Regions from separate parts of the Mus musculus genome. Here region 2 is linked to region 1. A link is a contact called in public Hi-C data. All regions are on one chromosome and are shown on one strand. Each heading gives the region's core, a stretch centred on a gene start, on an enhancer-like site or on the middle of the called end of the contact. The rest is flanking DNA. Distances are from core to core; before and after follow the strand shown. Region 1 overlaps Cfap61 (cilia and flagella associated protein 61). Region 2 overlaps Cfap61 (cilia and flagella associated protein 61).

The links. A called contact is a pair of places that touch in the nucleus more often than the background predicts.
Region 2: a Hi-C map of cerebellum shows a contact between it and region 1, with 1.7 times the contacts expected there. The contact joins two enhancer-like sites. A contact is called at or near these places in 1 of 15 datasets of contacts at CTCF or cohesin (large pre-B cells), 4 of 484 Hi-C or Micro-C datasets (the N1E-115 cell line, cerebellum and embryonic stem cells), 4 of 115 datasets of contacts at active chromatin or transcription factors (acute myeloid leukemia, differentiating embryonic stem cells and embryonic stem cells) and 4 of 9 other capture datasets (adipose tissue, embryonic stem cells, liver and 1 more).

What each region holds. Positions count from the first base shown.
Region 1 is chr2:146,043,823-146,048,422 of GRCm38.p6, forward strand. Cfap61 (cilia and flagella associated protein 61) reads left to right here. Exons shown (of 27, transcript NM_001369121.1): 17 at 1,591-1,725. Among named protein-coding and RNA genes, the nearest start is that of Gm34629, 53 kb to the right of the region's middle. Within about 2 kb of position 1,814, at least 34 of the 459 cell types and tissues checked have an H3K27ac peak or open chromatin away from gene starts, as enhancers often do. A contact at or near this core is called in cerebellum, where this site is marked.
Region 2 is chr2:146,181,916-146,186,515 of GRCm38.p6, forward strand. All of the region lies in intron 25 of Cfap61 (cilia and flagella associated protein 61), which reads left to right. Among named protein-coding and RNA genes, the nearest start is that of Insm1, 38 kb to the right of the region's middle. Within about 2 kb of position 2,411, at least 6 of the 459 cell types and tissues checked have an H3K27ac peak or open chromatin away from gene starts, as enhancers often do. A contact at or near this core is called in cerebellum, where this site is marked.

The DNA of each region.
Region 1 (4,600 bases), core at 564-3,063:
ATTTACCATGCTGCCGGTATATGCCCGGTTGGAACAAAGTCCATTTGCATCTGTAGTAAAGACATTTTGGACATTGCACCTGTGTCTCCTCACCAAACTGCTTGTCAGGCACCGGAAACACATTTGGAAACAGGTTTCCTTAGTCACACTGCTGGTTGATTTACTCATGCTCATTGTAAAACAAGAGTAAGAAGCTGTCCCAAGTCATTTGAGTCAGAATTATCAAATTCTGCTCCAAGTCTTCTAGCAGTAAAATTGATCTGCCTATATCTCACTGCAGTGTGGGCCTCTCCTAATCTCATGAGAGGACCTGCATCAGGACATAGACCAGAAGTTCTCAGCCCGTGGCTTGTGACCCCCCCTGGGGCTCAAATATCAGATATCCTGCATATCACATGTTTACATTTATGAGCCATAACAGTAGCAAAATTACAGTTATGAGGTAGCAATGAGATAACTTTATGGTTGGGGGTCTCCACAACACGAGGAACTGTATTAAAGGGTCACTGCATTAGGAAGGCTGAGAAGCACCGGCATAGACAATCACAGATATAATATATATTATATATACATACACACACAGCACCCTGGGCAGGGTTTCCTGGGTAATGCTGCTCAGTAACATGTGAAGTCAGGGTATGATGTGCAGTGGTTAAAGATTCTAGAAAGCATTTCTAGAAGCTCGTAAAATATGTTCGTGGCTACTTATAAAACAGTACATGAATCGTCTGCAAAGCATTATATTTATTAAAATACAGCTAATGTTCTGCTAGACTTCTTTGCTCTCTGACTCTAATTCAACAAATAGATACATCATTGCCAGTTTCGCTTTTCACAGTTTTACCCTTGAGGCTGAAATGATTTCTTGGCCCTGAGGTGTTATTATTATTATTTCCAAGATTTCATAAATGTCAGCCACCATTCTCTGTCAAGTTTTAAAAACTAGATTAAATGACTACTTAAAGCATTATTATACAAATTATGTATTATCTATTTCAACAAGCATAAATGCAGTTCACGGTTCAGTCGTTCTACAAATCAAAATCATTCGCTCCTCCTCTCCTGTTCCCCACATCCCAGTTCTTTCACGAGACCCTCATTTTATTTTTTAAAAAAAAGCCCAAGTAAAGTTACTGGAGCGCCTTCACATCTGGGCGAGGTTGCCCCCTGGATGGCATTTTCATCTCTGTGTGTCAAAGCGTCTTGTGCCAAACACACAAAGGTTAACAGGACTCAGATAACACAGCTTAATGGGGTCAGATCAAGCTGATTCATGATCACTGTGGAGAGGGATAGTCTCCTGGGGGAAATACTTGTACTGAAAAATCCCATAAACCAAACCACTTGTTTATCTGTCATTCCCACAGAGATAGTAAAGTAATTACCCTCATAATTATCTTCATTAGTGTGAGGCATTATCTGCAATTCATTCCTCTGCTCGAAGAGTATGTTTGTTTATTTGCTGATTTTTTTCCCCTCCCCTCTCTGACTTGGCCGAGTTAAGAGTTTTGTATTTGTCGAGCAGCACGAAGACATCTGCGCTGTGCCTCTGACATTCTCTCCCCTAAAATAGAGATGGTTGTCTTTCAGCTCCAGAGCTCTTACTCCCACTCCCTGACATCTGCCCTTCATTACTTGGTTCCCGTGCGACCACGACGACAGATTGTCTATCCTCTGGAAAAGCTTGGCATAAACGCTCCATCAAAGGAGGTCTCCAAGGATCAGGTGGGTAGCAGGGCGGCAGGCAGGGAGGCACGGTGCCAGCTCCCGCGGGCTTGGCAGATGGGGTGGCAGCCCTGTCTTCACCAAGCAGGCTGCTTCTTAATTACAGGGAACCTGGCGCTCATACCCTTACAGGCGGCGCCCTGCAAGGGCTCCCTGCAGCCTTGCCCTCGAGTGCTTATTTCATAGAAAGCCTAAAACAGTAGCCACATCCTCCTTCAGAGGATACAGCAGGGGCACCTCGTGTGTTGTTGCTGGTTCCTGGACAAATGAGTGACCTAGAGCCGTGCGCACCCCAGCATAGTTTTATCTTCCTTCCCCATCCTCAAAAGAAGAATCCTCTTTTCAATTGATCGTTCGCTTTAAGTCAGTCAGTGGTCTTTTTGCTGTTAGGACAAAGTTGACAGAGAAATGCCATGTTGGAGTTGTTGGGTGTTAAGCTGAGGATAAGCTGTTTGTTTGTTTTAAACATGCACACGTAAAAGTGGGAAGTCAAAATGAGCCTTGTTCATTTTACCTACCTCGAGGTAGAAAATAACCCTGGGACGCCATTGAGACCAGACAAGAAAAGGGTTGGAACCCGAGTGTAAATGTTTGTGAATGTGAAAGGCAAAGCCATGCTTTGATTGTAATTTAAGTGGACAGCATAACTGTGTGAACTTGACCAACATGTAGGCTTCCAATGTTCTGGGTACTTTGAGTTGAAGTTATTATAAAAACAAAATATTGTAGTGGCTAAGATTTGCTCTTCCTGAAAGCTAAAAGAGGAACATGAACGTGTGAGCGTTTAAAACATCGAGCTGAGGAGTTGCCCCTCAGAGATGAGGGGCCGCCTCAGCCTCCGCACAGAGGGAGGGTGCAGACACCTTGCTCCCAGCTCAGCCTTACAGGGGCAGGGATGGAGCAGACCCAGCCAAGAGGCCTCCTCTTCAAGTCTGGCCTGATCCTTATATTGGTAAAATTACAAAATTTATCCTTATCCCCTAACAATTACAAATTGTTGCTCATTGAAAATGAACAGCAAGTTGTTTGTTTTAACTTTTTTATTATCAAAAGTGACAAGCAGATTCAATTATTATAGAAGATAGTTTCCTACCCACCTCCCCAGCTCCCCATGAGTGAGAGACCTTTCCCTTATAGCTTTTTTTTAAATGTTCAATCTTTCCTAGTTTTTTAAAATTATTTATTTATTTATTATATGTAAGTACACTGTAGCTGTCTTCAGACACACCAGAAGAGGGCGTCAGATCTTGTTACAGATGGCTGTGAGCCACCATGTGGTTGCTGGGATTTGAACTCTGGACCTTCGGAAGAACAGTCAGGTGCTCTTACCCACTGAGCCATCTCACCAGCCCCCTCTTTCCTAGTTTTAACAACATTAATTCCTGGGGGAAAAAATGAGATTTAAAAAGCATAGACAGACAAAATCCAAGTTCAGTTATGCTACTGTTAGATTTTTGCGGACATAGAATCAGTCTTTCCAGTTGCTACAGAAGCTTCCATGTGCTTAGGTCTTCATAGATCAATTTAGTTTACACTTGGCTTCTTACTCCAAACCTCCCCTGGAGGACCACCAAAATCCCCATCTACTCAGCACCTGGAAGCAATGATGTATTCTTGGACAATTTGGGTCCTACGGGTCAGAGGGGAGGAGCCTCAGGAGGCAGAGGGCGTGGTCTCACCACAGGATGCTTTGCGGCTTGTGAATCAGATCCAAGAAAGGTAAGAGATCCTGACCCTTCTCCTGAAATGCCTTCACATAGACAGGGCTCCGTAAAAGGAAGGTCTTTTGCATAGTGGGGCTCCTGTGACTTCAGTCAGCACTGTCACGGAATGAGTGGGAGGGTTGGAGCTACAGGGGAGGCATTCAGAGCTGTTGCTAGTAGCAGGAACATGTTTCAAGCATGCAAGACACCCCCAGTCCGTCCTCTGCCCGTCACTTCTGGTACTGGGCCACCCTCAGATGAACTGGAGCTCCAGGTGGAAAGAAAGCCAGAGAAAACATTTTGTTTCATTAAAAAGTGATCCTTGCATTACTTCCCAGGTTGGTGTGATTTGAAATCACTGCTTACGTGTAATAACCCTTTCCTGCCCATGTCAGGATGCGTGACTCCTTCTTTGTTTAGATTCCTGGCCCATGTACAGGCACAATGGAGACAGAGAGTTTAAACCTGGGGGATAGGAAGGAAAGCCCTCATTGGGCTGTTGAGAAAAACAATGGTGTGGGTGTTTGCTTGCTACCTAATGCTGGGGTGTTTATGGTGCTGGGAAATTGCAACTGGTTAAGAACGCTTCTACCATTGCTGACCACATCAAATCTTGACATGTGGCTTAAGTAAGATTAAGATTTAGCAAGGGATTGGGAAAGTAGGTCGGTGGCATTTAGCCTATACAGTGCCTGCAGTTAGACCATCGGCTTTGCATAAAACAAAGAGGTGTGCAGGTTTCAAGACCAATGGATAATGTCTGGACTAGGGACATAGCCTGGTGGAAGAACGCTTGTGGGAAAGGTTTCTGTTTGATGCCCAGCACTGTCACAAACAAACCACGCAGCAGCCGCACTACACTGGAGTAATAATGTTGAAAACGGAAAGGATCAGTAACATTGTAACTGACCCCTCACGGAGTGGACCTAGATACTCAAAATAAGGCGCTGATTTATGTGGAAGGCTTTTTTTCTCTCTTTTAAAAAACATTTTAGATGTGTTTAACACTTTAAACAATTGTCTGAGATACGTTGAGCTTAATAGGATTGTTCCGGGAGGAATTTCAATGTATTCCTAGCACCCCTGTGTTCAAGAAGAGCGGACAGAACTCCCGTGGCTGAAGCACGCAGGGCTGATAAGCGCCATTTCTCACACAGTTCCCGTGTCGCTGC
Region 2 (4,600 bases), core at 1,161-3,660, 140 kb after region 1:
GTGCAAGTGTCTAGACTTGAGACCCTCAAGGTCAAAGGGTTGACAGACAAAGAATGGGTTAGTCCCAGAGGAAACACCACTCTAGTCCCTTCTAACGCATCTCAAAAGCCAATTTAAATGTGTCAAACCGTTTCCAAGTGACTTAGCTACATTCCCCAAACGCAAGAATGTTTATCCTGTACTGAAAATTACAACACCCAACAAAGTCAGACTCACAGTTTCCAGCACCCAGTCACAAAAATTTCTAAACACGCAGAGAAACATGAAAATACAACCCACACTGAAGAGAACAATCTGTCAATCAAAGCCAACCAAGAACTGACTCAGAAGTTGGGATTAGCAGACAAGCGCAGAAACACAGTGATTACAACTTTATTCTGCACAGAGTCCTACGTACAGATACAGAGGGCGTATAAAATGGCCCAAGCTTCTAGAGATGAAACCTGGAATATCTAAGATAAAATTATTCTACATGGTGTTTGTGGCAGATGAGCCCTTGCCAATCAGTGAATTGGAAGTCATCAGTGTGAAAAATGCCTCCAATGAAACAGAGAAGAAACGGAAGCTCAGTCAAGCTTCAATTCACAATGGAGCACAGAACAGCTTCAGGTGGACTGAAGAAATGAAACAATGTTTCTAAATCTGTTGGACCCGTACCAGGTGTTTCCAATCCCTTGACATGGTGACATAACATTGTCACCTATTAAAATCATGCTGGAGAATAATGCTGACATGTTACAAAGTAACACACACACACACACCACACACACACACCACACACACACACACCACACACACACACTACACACACACACTACTCACACACTATACACACACACTATACACACTCTCACTACAGACACACACTCGCACATGCACTCGCACACATTTTAAGTTTAAGGTCTTGAGTTGGACCACATTTATAACGCTCCTGGGTGCAGGCAGCCTGCAGCTTGCGAGTTAGATATGCGTGCATCATCTACTGCCACAAATCTAAGCTCAACAAATTTCAAGAAAAATGAAGAAAATTACACCAAGGCATATCATTATCAAAGAGCTGATAACCAGAGAGAAAAGTGAGAAAAAGCAAAAGGAGAAAATAGGCAAATTATTTACAGAGATATAAATGTAAGGATGGCAAAGGAAACATCAGAAAAAATGCAAGCTGGGTACAGTGGAGAAACAGCTTCAAAGCTCGGACTTCTTTCAAAATTAAAGCAGATTTACAACTTATTATATGACATCTTCAGACACTAGTACTGAGAAAAGTCTCCCACAAGACAGACATCACCCCGTCCACACCCAGCGGCATCTCTGTGGCATTCTCTATCCACTAACCTGTTTAATTCTCTGTTCATTACTTCCTTCTACTTGGAAACCCCACTTACAGCCCCATGCCAGAGACCGACTCGTGTCTCACCACACCAAACCGACGTGTTGAGCCTCTAACTGAAGTGACTGTCTTGGGTCTTTAGGAGGTAAGGGTCTTTACCACAGGAGGACACAGCTAGAAGGCAGTCTCCTACAAGCCATAAAGTTAGTTGTGGAAGGAAAGTGTGGGACACCTTGCTTTTGAACTTTCAGAATAGATTTCTGGTTTTTACACCATTCAGACTCCACTGATGTGGTTGTGTTGTGCTGTGAACCCAAGCTGAGTTGAATTGATCAACTCTGGCCCTTTTTGTGTCCTCACACTTGGACAACTGCCACACAGGCAGGCAGAGAGGGCTCTGGGCTGTCCGAGGCTCTTGGAACCCTGCAAAGCCCCACTCAGCAATGGTGGCAGTTGTCTGTACCCCCTGGTTCTGATGATTTAACAGCCTCTGCTCCCTTCTAGGTCTTGAAGGTTGCCTGGTTCACCCTGTCGGTGGTGATGTGTAATAAGGAGAGAGCACACAAGGGCCCCTTTAGACCTCTCCTGTCTGGTCTCAAAACTTGATTCCCTTTATCTGTACAAGAAGCCTTAGGCTCCCTCCCTGAGCAGCTGTGAAGTCTGTAGATGCCAGGCAGAAGATTTTTCAGCTCAGAGTCATTCTTAGGGAGCCGTCGTCCTGCTGCGCTGCCGCTCCGGCAGCCCAGAGTTCACACTGCTACAGGATCGTCTCATCCACACACGAGGCTGCCTGCGTGATGCCGAACTGTCTTCCTGACACATGCCCAGGATAACTTTGTGAAGTGACAGATGGCAAAGCCCCAGCATGGCCCAAACCACTTTCCTTTCCTTCTTAAAAAAACACTTCTTGTCACCCTTGCAGCAAACCCCTGAGATGCATTTTGTGGCTTATTATTCACTCCATCCGGTAATTTGGGGAGACGAGAGCACCAAATGCCACCAACGATGCCCCTGTAGCTGCTAATAGGAGCCGCTGTTTGGAGCCCACGGTACCCTCCTGGCCCCAGCAGCTCTGACAGCTGCCAGAACACCGTCTGCCAGGCCAGGATACGTGCTGAAGACTCCAAGGGCAGAATAGAGCCCTGCACAGTCACTCTAGCATCCCAGAGGTGTTCCGCATTAATAATCTATAGTTCAATCATTAGGAGCAGATCCAAGTGAAATAGGAAAATGTACCGCATGCTGGAGGCCGGGAGGCTGCTGAGAGAAGGCTTCTCCACCTCTTGGCAGCCTTAATGATTAGTTCCCGGCCCCTAGAAGCCCAGCTGACAAACGGTGCCTGCAAGCTGGAGGCTTTCTGCATGTGATAATTGAACAATATTCAAACTCCTCCAAGATATTAACACAGACTCACTGCCTGTGGTGAGCCGCCTGGGTTGCAGGCCCCTAACTTGGTCCGCTTGGGTTGCAGGCCCCTAACTTGGTCCCTCTTCAGGGCACCCTGAAACACATCCGATAGCTGGTCTTTGCCTTCAAGACAGATCTGCATGTGGATCTTCCATGAGGGTATGTATCCGGGGCTGCTGGGGTCCCTCTGGCAAGGATTTAATATCTGAACCAATGTGATATTTTCCAATTATGAGCTAGAACTAAAGTGTTCACCCAGGCCTTTATTATAACAGCTCAGCATTCTGTGGGGGAGCAATCTAACTGTAGAGGGACGTTTTAAATTTCAGGATTGCTTATTTTTCTTAATAGTTATGTATTTCGAGATATCCATCCCTGTTCTTCATGGTCATACTCACCATTAGTCCAGAAGCTCTGTAAGTGGCAGGAGCCCAGCTCCAGCAGACAGGCAGACACCCCAGCGAGGAGACTTTACATCACTTGGAACTAAAGCCAGGAGGACCAAGAGTAGCACCGGAACCAGGAATCCTGGAGCCTGGCTTTGTTTGAGACAGCATTGGCACTCTTTCTACACATGCTGCCTTCCTCCTCTGGCACTGGTCCCATGTATAACTTGATGTCAGGGGACAAAGGAGAGCGCTCTTTCCGACAGCCACTTTGAAAGTCTCCCAAGGGAGAAGTCCAGTTGGTCAGGTGCCTGTGATGTTCCCATCCTTTTAGACTTTCAGCACAGCTTTGAGTCATCACTGAAGCCAGGGACAAGGGGTCGTGAAAGGTAGCGGGGTATAAAGCAGACAGAAATCTCTCCCTGCATAGCCTCAATGGCAAAGTGCATCTTCAAGCCCTTCAACCTTCTGCCTACCCTGTTTGGGACCACACACACACACACACACACACACACTTCTGGACAGGAAGAAATCTGTGTCACATAGACTCTGGATCCAAAACAGCTGCCAAAGAGGCTGCCTGAAAAACTGCAGAAGTGCTAGGGGCTGATTCCCCATGGATAGGAAGGAGCCAGAGAAGATGAGTTCCCTTCCTCTGTCTTCCTTAGACCGTCCTGGGACCCAGCTTCTCCATGTGTTCCTGGCCTAGAGACATCCTGCTGTGTGATACAGTCACCAACACTTAAAACATAATCCTGACTTTCTCCTGTTTCCACATCTTTTCCTCTTACTCTGGACACCTGGAAGTGCACATCCCAAATAAAACATCAATATATAATCCTTGCCTCTGGTTCAACACCCTTAGTCATCAGAAAAAGGCAAATCAAAACAACCCTGAGATTCCACCTCACACCAGTCAGAATGGCTATGATTAAAAAAAAAAAAAAACACTCAGGTGATAGCAGATACTGGCAAGGATGTGGAGAAAGAGGAACACTCCTCGATTGCTGGTGGGATTGCAAGCAGGTATAATCACTCTAGAAATCAGTTTGGCAGTTCCTCAGAAAATTGGACATAGTACTGCCTGAGGACCCAGCAGCTATACCACTCCTGGGCATATTCCCAGAAGATGCTCCAACATGTAATAAGGACACATGCTCCACTATGTTCATAGCAGCCATATTTATAATAGCCAGAATCTGGAAAGAACCCAGATGTCCCTCAACAGAGGAATGGATACAGAAAATGTGGTACATTTACACAGTGGAATACTACTCATTAAAAACAATGACTTCGTGAAATTTTTAGGCAAATGGATGGAACTAGAAAATATCATCCTGAGTGAGGTAACCCAATCACAAAAAGAACACACATGGTATACACTCACTGAGAAGTGGATATTAGCCCAGAAGCACGGAATACCCAAGATATAATTCACAGACCATATGAAACTCAAGAAGGAAGATCACAGTAT